Linked DNA regions of Bombyx mori: region 2 is linked to region 1. A link is a contact called in public Hi-C data. All regions are on one chromosome and are shown on one strand. Each heading gives the region's core, a stretch centred on a gene start, on an enhancer-like site or on the middle of the called end of the contact. The rest is flanking DNA. Distances are from core to core; before and after follow the strand shown. Region 1 holds the start of LOC101735701 (TBC1 domain family member 23). Region 2 holds the start of LOC101743314 (large ribosomal subunit protein mL38).

Region 1 (5,436 bases), core at 1,129-3,628:
CTGTTACAACTATATAAGAATCATGCATATATCCATTAAGTAATACTTCCTGGCATTGAAAATTATCAATAGTATTTGGTTCCTTAAGAAACGACTGCACATTAACTATTTCTTCGATAGAATCAGAAAGTGTAAGATCATGACGTAAACTATCAGACCGTGAGTCTTCATCTTCATCATTTATGCTAAATACAGGTGGTACATTTCTATACCTTTGCTCTTTTCTATCATTTGCAGACACATGCCATTCACTATTATTGTATGTGGAATTTGGGTTAACTATGTACTCTATCAATTTCCCTTTGACTTCTTGACTTTTAGCTTTCATGGCAGATGACAATTTGCTAAACAATTGTTTAGTAATCATATTCTCACTAGTTTTGGTTGCACTGGCTACGTTTTTACTCATTCCAACAGAGGTATTATTTGGAACACAAACAAGACATGCTGATGCATTGTGTTCCTCTAGGCAATCTGTCATATGAGGCCCAAAATAATCATGAATTGCCACAAAGCCACCATCAAGCATAGAAACATGTTTAGTATTTCTCTTCAGAAATGATGCAACCACCATATGAGCATAACTATCTTCTTCAGTTCTACCTGATCCGACAAAACATAGATGTTCTCCAGCAGCAAGTGATCCAGCAGCTAAGGCTTGTCTTTGAGCATTTAATAGTCCTTGCACGGCTGTATTAAAAGCTGCAGGTTCTTGCAACATCAAATTACAATCTAGATGAAATGCGGTGGATAAATGACCTGCATTATATTGATCTGTTGGTCGACAATCAACTAAAAAGAATTTCACACTATCTGAATTTGCCAATTCTAATGTTGCACTTTCAATTAATTCATGAACTGCTACAGGCAGACATAAAGCTTGTGAGTACAGTCTTGAATTTATTTCCAATTCACTTTCTGAAAATAAGACCTCTAAGACATCATCTCTGAAAGACTGAGGTGTTTTTAATGAGTAGTAATGAGCCAATGAACAGAAATCCGAAACATCATTTGCTTCCAAATCTGCAGGCATATTGGTAAGAATTTGTATAATGGCTGTTTTATCATCATTTTTCATCTGTAGTAATTGTTCTCTGGCATTAATGATCATAATTAAGCATAGAAAAAATATGAAGAACGGATCTGACCTTTGAAAATACAAATCCCACATGTATAAAGCTACATCCAAACTACATGTACCAGCAAATAATGACTTCAACCATGGTGAACAATACTGTTCTGGAGTGATTCTTTTTGTATCCAAAAATGAACAAAGTTCTGGATCATGGTATTGAAGTATCAACCTTAATATATGGCAAGGTACTCCATTTTTTGAACAGCCCTTTGGTGTATACAATTTTAAAATCCTTTCAAACAAATTATAAGTATCTGACCGTGGTAGCTTCAAACTTAACAAAGGTAATAAAATATCAATCCAACCATTGTTTGAAGTGTAAGTTGTGTTCTTCGATTTGCAATAAAATGTGATTATTGACTCAACATCAGATATAACTGCTAATTTATCATCTTCTTCATTGCCAAGTTTTTCAACAAACTTTTTTACATCATCTCTTAATTCATTCTGATTAGGTAAGTCAAATATCTCATCAAACAAAAGCAATTGGTTTCCAGCATCTTGACAATTCAAACATAACAACCACACATCAGGACGTAAGCTAACAGGTATTTTTTTTCCTTTCGTTAATGCATTAATTTCTTGTGCGGTACATCCATCGAGAAGAGCAGACTCTAGTTCTATCAACCTAAAATAGTTTTTTTAAAATTATTAGTGCCAAGAAGTAAATTTTACATTAAATATAATATTGTAGAAGGAATGGCATTTTTTATGAGAATTTACTACAATTATTTTTCCAAGGGTGACGATAACGTATAATCGCTATTTATATATATAATTGCTAACGATATCTCACACAATTACCTATGCAAGTATACTGCAATGTGCAAACATGGTCATGAAATAATTAACAAAACGACGTCCTTGACAATAGTGAAATACTGATAAATGCTCAAAACTGTACTAGTAGTATCTGAAGTAATCTTAGCCCTCATCTATGAGGACTAAGATCAAACGATACAAGATCAAATAATTCTCATGAGCAAATATCCCGAATTATAAGTAAATTAAAACTAAAATATTTCCTTACCAAGTATCATCGTCGTCTCCTGCCATTTGTTTCGTTTGACACGACAAATTTAAATTAGTTGATAACTACAACACAATGGAGCTCCAAATCGTGCGAAAAATACATCAAAACAATTTCGTAAATATTGAAATTTAGTTTTGCAAATTTTAGTAATTTTAAGTTAGCCTATCAAATATGTTATCTATGCAGTATGTATACAATACATACAAACCTCGAGATAACACAGTACCGTAAAATGGAACGATTAGGGATTGAGAGGCGAATCGGGAAAAAACCGAGAAAATCTTTCGACGCTCATTATTAGTTTTATATTCGTTGCAAAATCTTCCATTTTTTTGTAGTTTAATAGTAGAATGTTGAAAGTTTACAAAACAACTCTGAATATGCATGATAATAGCTGCTAACTTATAAAAAATCGCGTTTCAAATTAACTTCCTGTGGTGGTAATTATTTTAGTGCTAGAAACTTTGCTCTCTTTTATTTATTTGATAATAATAGAAGACGACTGTGATTTATAAACGTTATTTAGTGTTTGAACCATCATGTATATTAAAAATAAGTCTCAGTTGTTATTGGTTTTAATGTATTTGATAAAATAAAAATACATGTAAAAATCTGTTGTTTCTGGGGATATTGGGGACGTTTTAGGTACAAATAACAACGAAAAAGGGATCAATTGGGATGAGAATACGTGAAATGGAAACGACCTAAATATAAATAGGTACAGGTTTCTAGGGTTGTCTATGTAGTTACAACAATATTTTTTAGATTTGTTGGTAAAAATCTTTTTTATTCATGATGTTTTTGTTTAGAACTTTTATTCAAAATTATCAATGTGTTATTTTATTGTTTGGTAAATATTTATATTATCAGTTACGTATTGTTTTCTATTTTTGGATATGCCTCGCGTGTACGTATCAAAGAGTGCAGATATTATCCCTTAATATTAAAAACAGCAATTGGGAAATTGCCAAATTGGGAATAAGTCTTTAGTTGAAATAGCTAAGCAATTTAATATAAGTAAGTCAATTTTGCACAGACATGTAATAAGAACAATGAAATCTCAAGGTGGACAAAAATGTCTAAGTAATACATAATAAAATATTTAATATTTGTTCAGTGTCCGTTTTTCAATGTTTTTTATTGATGATCACTTTGTTGGTGCAACTAAATAAATAAATAAATTAAAACCAAGTAGTGCCCACCCTAGAAAATTTCTCATTTCGTCCCAATTAACCGCAATTTCCGGGTAAATAGGGATTACACATATTTTTGCTTTTTTTGCTTAAACTGGAATGCTAGTTGCATAGTTTTAAATTGGACAACAAAGATGCCCCCAAGACTCAATCATTTTGATCCTGATATAGCATTATATACATCAACAACTACCTTAAAATTGGTCATAAAGTTGGAATTTGTCCCTAATCGCCCCATTTTACCAGTACACACTAGAAGGCAGATTTATATAGAGTCAGTAACTAACGTCAGTGCTGGCGCCCAAAACTAACCCAATCAGTACTTCGTCAGTAGTCGAAGATATTTCATAAGGTGTACATACCTTTGTAAAGTCAGTGCGGAAAAATGAGTTCTCGAAAACAGCAAAAAATCAGAGTTAATAATTTGTTGAGAAAATGTACCTTTGTGATGATGCAAGAACTAACTGGTATGCTAGAAGAAATATCTAAAAAGAAGCGATTTTGGGTAAGAAAATGGATAGATGACAGAGATCAAACTGGAGGCTTAGCTCTGTTGTTAAGAATTGAAGGTCCTGGGGAATACAAACTGCCTTTGAGAATAGCGCAAAAAACTTTGATGATTTGCTTATATTGTTATCAAGTTCTATTCAACATCAAGACACATTTATGAGAGACGCCTTGCTAGCCAATATTCTTTAATGCTGTTGCACGCATTTCTTTATTTCTATAATTTTGTGATTTATTATCCTACAGGCATTCATTATCGTGGTATAGTTGAATAATCTTTAAGTTCTCCGTGATGTTTACTTTTCGTGCCATTTTGTGATGTGGTGCAATGCAGCGTGGTCCCCGTACAATAAAGCGGCAGCGACTGACTTCGGCATTTACACGGTGTCAGTAGCGCTGGCGTGGGTGGTGGGGGGGGCGGACTGACGCCGAAAAATATGAAGCGGAAATATTGAAGACAGTACTGTTATTTCTTCTTCTCCATCGCTGTCTCGTTACTGAGGATCGTGACTCCGTTTCAGCTTGTCGACTACCAGCCTCCATCGGTTCCGGTCAGTTGCCTGGTGTAGTGCAGCGCTAAATGGTCCGCTGGTTTGCTCGGAGATCTGGTCGGACCAACGTTTGGGGCTCCGGCCTCTAGGACGTTTTCCTTCTACTTTTCCAGTGACCATCAAACGTTCCAAGTTATCTACACCTCTGCGGGCAACGTGGCCAAAGTAGTGCATTATGCGTTGCAGACAGGTGGTAGACAGGCGTTGAGCATTCTCCATTTTAAGCTGTTGTAGGACCGAGATGTTCGTGCGGTAGGCTGTCCATAGAATCCTTAATAAGCGGCGCCAACAACACATTTCAAAAGCATCAAGTCTGTTTCGGTCAGCTGCTTTTATTGTCCGTGTTTTCAGACAGTACTGACTTGAAATCAATTTACACGATGGCAGTGCCAGGTCAGCACTGACTCGACAGTGCACTGACGTTAGTTATAAATCTGCCATAATATTTGATAAATAAAAAACAACATCAGACAAATCAAGACTCCGCAGTTCGATTTCCATTACAGCCAACATAGTGTTTTTGATGATCGTAGATATGTAACACTTAATACAGGGTGTCCCAGAACTCACTGGAAACGGGATGACAGAATTTCATGAGAAAAGTCAGAAAAAAATCTATCCCATGCAGTTTGGAAAATTGGGCATTTAAGAAAAAACTAGAAATTTGGTCAAACTGTAACCATTTTTCGGTTATTAAGGTTAATTGAAGTTATACCTCTTTAGGCGCGTTATGAAAAATTGATGAGAGTGAAATTTTACGATGCGCGCGCACCGTGACACAAAATTAACAGAAATGAAGTTGCCCCTAAATCGCTCATTACAATACGACCGACGTAACTTGGCGAGTCTGAACATAGCCGCAGGTGAACTTTCGCGCATGCACACTCGTAAAAAATTCTACCAACAAAACAGAAATGGAATCTCTGTTAGTGGCGCATGTTGGCACGCACGCCGCCTCTGTTCACTGTGTATTTATATTTATAATATTTATCCACATGCTTTGAGTTTCTACATTTA
Region 2 (4,972 bases), core at 643-3,142, 560 kb after region 1:
AAAGTAACTATTCCACATGGACGAAGTCGCAAGCAAAAGCCAGTAAATCATAAAATACAAACCTTTTGGTAAAGCATAATCAATTGTCTTATCCTGTTTATAAAGAACAAACACATATCTGTGGTAACCAGTGCCCTTCAAAGGAAATGGCTGTAAATAATCAACAAGAGTTTCACCCTTCTCGATAGCATTACCAGGTATATTAGCCACAAGCCAATGTACATATTCCTTTTCATTCTCATATAAATGACCATCTAAGCTAGTAAATGCTAAAGTCCATAATGCATTGTCATCAGATTCATAAGTAATAATTGGTGCCTCTAAAGCCTCTGTAGGCTTAATTACATTTCCTGCACAAACAGGCAAAAATGTGCCATCCTTCAAATTGTACAGAACATCTATGTTTAAATGTGGTAAAAAATATCCTTCACCATAAAGATGTTCAAATACGCCATAATGGTCTCCAATTTGTTTTTTATGAAATGGACCTGTAGTTTTCAGCCATTCTTTTCTGACATCTTCCAGATCTATTTCAAGTTTTAAATTTCGAGATGATTTTTCTAAGTTTTTATCACTTTTTATTTTTCTCAGATGTTGCAGTCGATGATCACGAACTTCTTTAGTTTGCCTGGAAATAAAATATATCCAATGACAAATAATACAATAAGTAAACTTTTTGAAAATAATTGTTAAATACTGGTCAAGTATTTCCAGTGAAATAGGTATTCAAACTAAAAGTTTTAGTACACATTTGTATGTTTAGTACACACACATAACACTATACATAACTTAAATCTTACACTAAGGTATTACAATATCTATATTTAGGTTACAAACAACAACTAAGACTAATAATTTATCTATTATATATCTGATATACAAGTAGGTAATCTTGTTGAAGAACCACTTGGTGTTAGGTGGTAACTAGAACCCAAACATAAGTGAAAGCACCACCAACCACCTATCCTGAGGCATGAGCTCTGTCTCAATTATATTACAAAATCGCTATCCCACTCTGTAAATTGGAATACAGATACAATGCAATTTTTTAAATATGGTAGTACCTACCCCAGCAAGTACACCATGATGACTTGTCACTATTATAAATAAGACTTGATCATTTATTCCAAAATTGTTGATTAAATATCGCAACAAATACTAAATAGTTTTTATTTATCTATTGTAATAATTTAATTTGAAGTAAGTACGTGAAATGAAGTACACTAGTATTATTTTACTTACTTTATTGGTGGGAAGCCAATGTCGATTCGACTTGTGTACAGTTCATCTTTGTAATTAAGTTCTTGGATACGTTGTTTCAAGGACCTCGCATATATAGGCGGATTACCTCGTACTCTGTGCCCCGACCTTATTTGTTGAAGTTGAACAGCAGCTATACGGGCCCCACGGATTGTGTTTAGCATTTTTATTTAAGTTTTTAACTTAATGTTAACATCACAAGCAAATTATCTGTATTAAATATTTCTAACAGGTGTGACGCTTTTCTTAAATTTGCTAATGAATTTAATAATAAAATTCAGTAGGTATTACACATAAATAGGTATTTGTTAGGTTATTAGTCTATGGGTTATCACTATCACTGTTATTAGGTTAAAAAGTTGACAGTTAACACTATTAACAGTACCGTAAAATGGGGCGATTAGGGATTGAGAGGCGAATTGGGAAAAAAACAGGAAAATCTTTCGACGCTCAATATTAGTATTATATTCGTTGCAAAATCTTCCATTTTTTGTAGTTTAATAGTAGAACGTTGAAAGTTCACAAAACAACTCTGAATATGCATGATGATAGCTGCTAACTCATAAAAATCGCGTTTCAAATTAACTTCCTGTGGTGATAATTATTTTAGTGCTAGAAACTTTGCTCTCTTTTATTTATTTGATAATAATAGAAGACGACTGTGATTTATATACGTTATTTAGTGTTTGAACCATCATATATATTAAAGGTAAGTCTCAGTTTTAATGTATTTGATCAAATAAAAATAAATGTAAAAATCTGTTGTTTTTGGGGATATTGGGGACGTCTTAGGTACAAATAACAACGAAAAAGGGGTCATTTGGGATGAGAATAAGAGAAATGGAAACAACCTAAGTATAAATACAGGTACAGGTTTGTAGGTAACGAAAGCCCTACAATTTTTTCCAACATTATTTATTATTACTAACGATAATATAAACAAAATTTCGATCAATGCCAACTTAAAGAAAAAACACTTGTTAATTGTATGTCTGTTATGTTGGTATCGATTGCACGCATCACGCACAAACATTACTTTTGACTCATAGATTAGCTCTACTTTTGAGAGTGCTCGATTGTGCGAAGCGTTGCTGTAGTTGAAACATTTAACGTTGAGCATTATGCCGCATAATGCGCTCTTGTGCTGTAATTGGAAAACTACCACAATTTCGTTTTCTCAGATATGTGCATTTTTACAAATCTAGAAGTTTTTAAGGCATTATTGCTACACGTTTAAACCTCACTAAGCAAAAATTACTAAATGAATACTATTCACACAGCACTCCAGTGCACTTCTTGTGTGCCTGCCAAAAACTTTTTAGTATATGCAATACTATTAATAGTTCAATAATCTCGCCCAATCTTCTTACGCGATTCCGATCCGGTAGCAGATTCATTCGCGAAGCAGCTGCTCTTGAGATGTTAAGGTCTCCTTTAGAAGCGCTCAATCCCACCCCTCCTGGCTGAGCCTGTGTTTACCCATCTGTCCTGATAAAACTGGAAAGGCCTCCGGGCTACCAGTTAACCTACCTTCATAAAAAAAATTGCAATAATGTAAAATAAAACCTAAAAAATCCAATATACTTAGAACAAAGATAAGACTAGCTTCCTAGGGGCTCTTAATTATTTTGTTGTTTTTTTTGTGGGACTTCAAAGTTTACTTATTAGACTGTTAACCGAATTTTAATTTATTTTTTTATGATGACACGCCTAAATTATTCTAAATGGGTATTATTTATTTCAATGAAGCAACTTGCCGCGACATTCAATATCAACGCGACTATTGAGTACCTACACTTCTGTAATGAAATTAGAAAATGCACTTAAAAATACCTACTGAAAATAATCTTTTGTACTAGCGACCGGCCATCGCTTCGCTTCGGAAACATAAAATTTTATTATTGATAGCTGAGTCCCGCGATGTTACCAGCGGTTATTGTCGTACCGCGGATGAAGCCGCGGGGCAAAGCTAGTCTAAAAAAAGGTAGCATAAGTTACTCCTTATATCATCAGCCACCTGTAAGTGAAAGTCCTGTCAAAATCGGTCCAGCTGTTCCAGAGATTAGCCGGAACAAACAAACAGATAGACAGACAAAAATTGTAAAATAAAATATTTTGGTGTATATATATTCATTCATGTGCATGTAGTAAAAAACTTTATTTCAATATTACAAACAGACATTCCAATTTTATTTATATGTATAGATTTCTTATATGCAGTATATATTACGTCATATGGCACTTAAGTCTTAAGGTTTAATTCTAATGGTTTCACTTAATCTTTCTCATCACATACAACTAGCTATGACCTTAAAACTCATTACTCAAGGTGGGTGGCGGCATTTACGTTGTAGTAGTCTATGGGCTTCGGTAACCACTTAACATCAAGTGGGCTGTGAGCTCATCGACCCACGCAATAAATACACATCATCACAATCTTTTTTTCTCTTATTTTTGGTTTTTTCCTATAAAGGTGAGCCTGTAAATAAAAATACATTACTTCGAAAAAAATTAATACTGTGATTTTTAATTAAAGCCTGTGAAAATTTGACATGTTATAACTACTCGCTAATTATAAAATCATAAAAGTTTAATAGGAGCAAGTTAAAAAAGTATTTTTGTCAACTGCGGATGAGTACAACTTTAAAAATTTCGAAAATATCCTGCTCATTTATTTTGAGCTATCTCTTACCGTGTCTGTCTTTGATCGTATGAAGGGTAGAAATATTCGCATTTGTCATATGGTTTGGCTACACCGACTGTAATATGAGAACTACAATAGAATGTTTTATGCTGTCACCATAAATGTGACTATAATTATAGATAGTTTTTAAAATCGGTAGCCTTGTATGTTTATTTGTCCGTTGAAATTATTTTGTCTTGACCAAGTTCATTCAACAGCGAATGCCAAACATGCCTAACTGTGCTTAATTAATATTGTCATATGATTAACAAGAACAAAGAAGCTCATGGCTCACGTTATGCTATGCAGCCGTTATAATTTAATAGCGACAACCCAATACGCATGTTCGCATGCAAAAGATGCCGTACCATAAGATGGGCGCCTGTGCATAACTAAGTAAGCTAAGCAAGTAACCGAAGCGGGGTGACGCGTGCCGTAAGGAACTCTGCGCGAATCTTTTCTACTAAGGCCTGCAAATTTCCGGACGTTTAACGGAACGTGTCTGATATACAATGAAGAACGTTAATGAACCGAGACAGTATTAAGGTTTCGATTAGTTGTTACCTTACGAATTTTCTCGGCTTTCTTAAATACGCCTTGATCTTTGTATTTGATGTTATTACTGGCGAATGTAAATGAACGAAAATAGCCTTTAAATCCATGTCCGGCATTATGGGAGGAGCGCTAGAACTAGCTAGAAGCCACACTGATATTAGAGGTCAACCATCCATTTCTACTATTACATTAGAAATACGTTTCTACTAGACTGCACAATGTCGGAAATTTGGCGGATCGTACATCCTTCTCTAACATTCGCGTTACGGAGAAATAGAGAAAAATGCTGAAGCGAATATGATTTTAATGTGTGAACAAGTCTGATTTAATGTTGTGCAAACTTAAATGTACATATTACGTTTCGTTTAACATATTTGTTGATTGATCGCAAATTACCAGACTGGCGTATTTTCATAGACATATTTCAGTGCGTATTCTGCATTTAATGGTGTATTCGGTAGACTGACTGAAGAA

The links. A called contact is a pair of places that touch in the nucleus more often than the background predicts.
Region 2: a Hi-C map of middle silk gland shows a contact between it and region 1, with 2.3 times the contacts expected there. The contact joins the promoter of LOC101743314 here to the promoter of LOC101735701 in region 1. A contact is called at or near these places in 3 of 7 Hi-C or Micro-C datasets (middle silk gland, posterior silk gland and whole pupa).

The regions. Positions count from the first base shown.
Region 1 is chr12:8,949,103-8,954,538 of ASM3026992v2, forward strand. LOC101735701 (TBC1 domain family member 23) reads right to left here and starts at 2,379. Exons shown (of 2, transcript XM_038014578.2): 1 at 2,166-2,379; 2 at 1-1,763. The coding sequence starts at 2,191.
Region 2 is chr12:9,507,755-9,512,726 of ASM3026992v2, forward strand. LOC101743314 (large ribosomal subunit protein mL38) reads right to left here and starts at 1,893. Exons shown (of 4, transcript XM_038014711.2): 1 at 1,243-1,893; 2 at 63-628. The coding sequence starts at 1,424. It also overlaps a transcript of LOC100533205 not described here.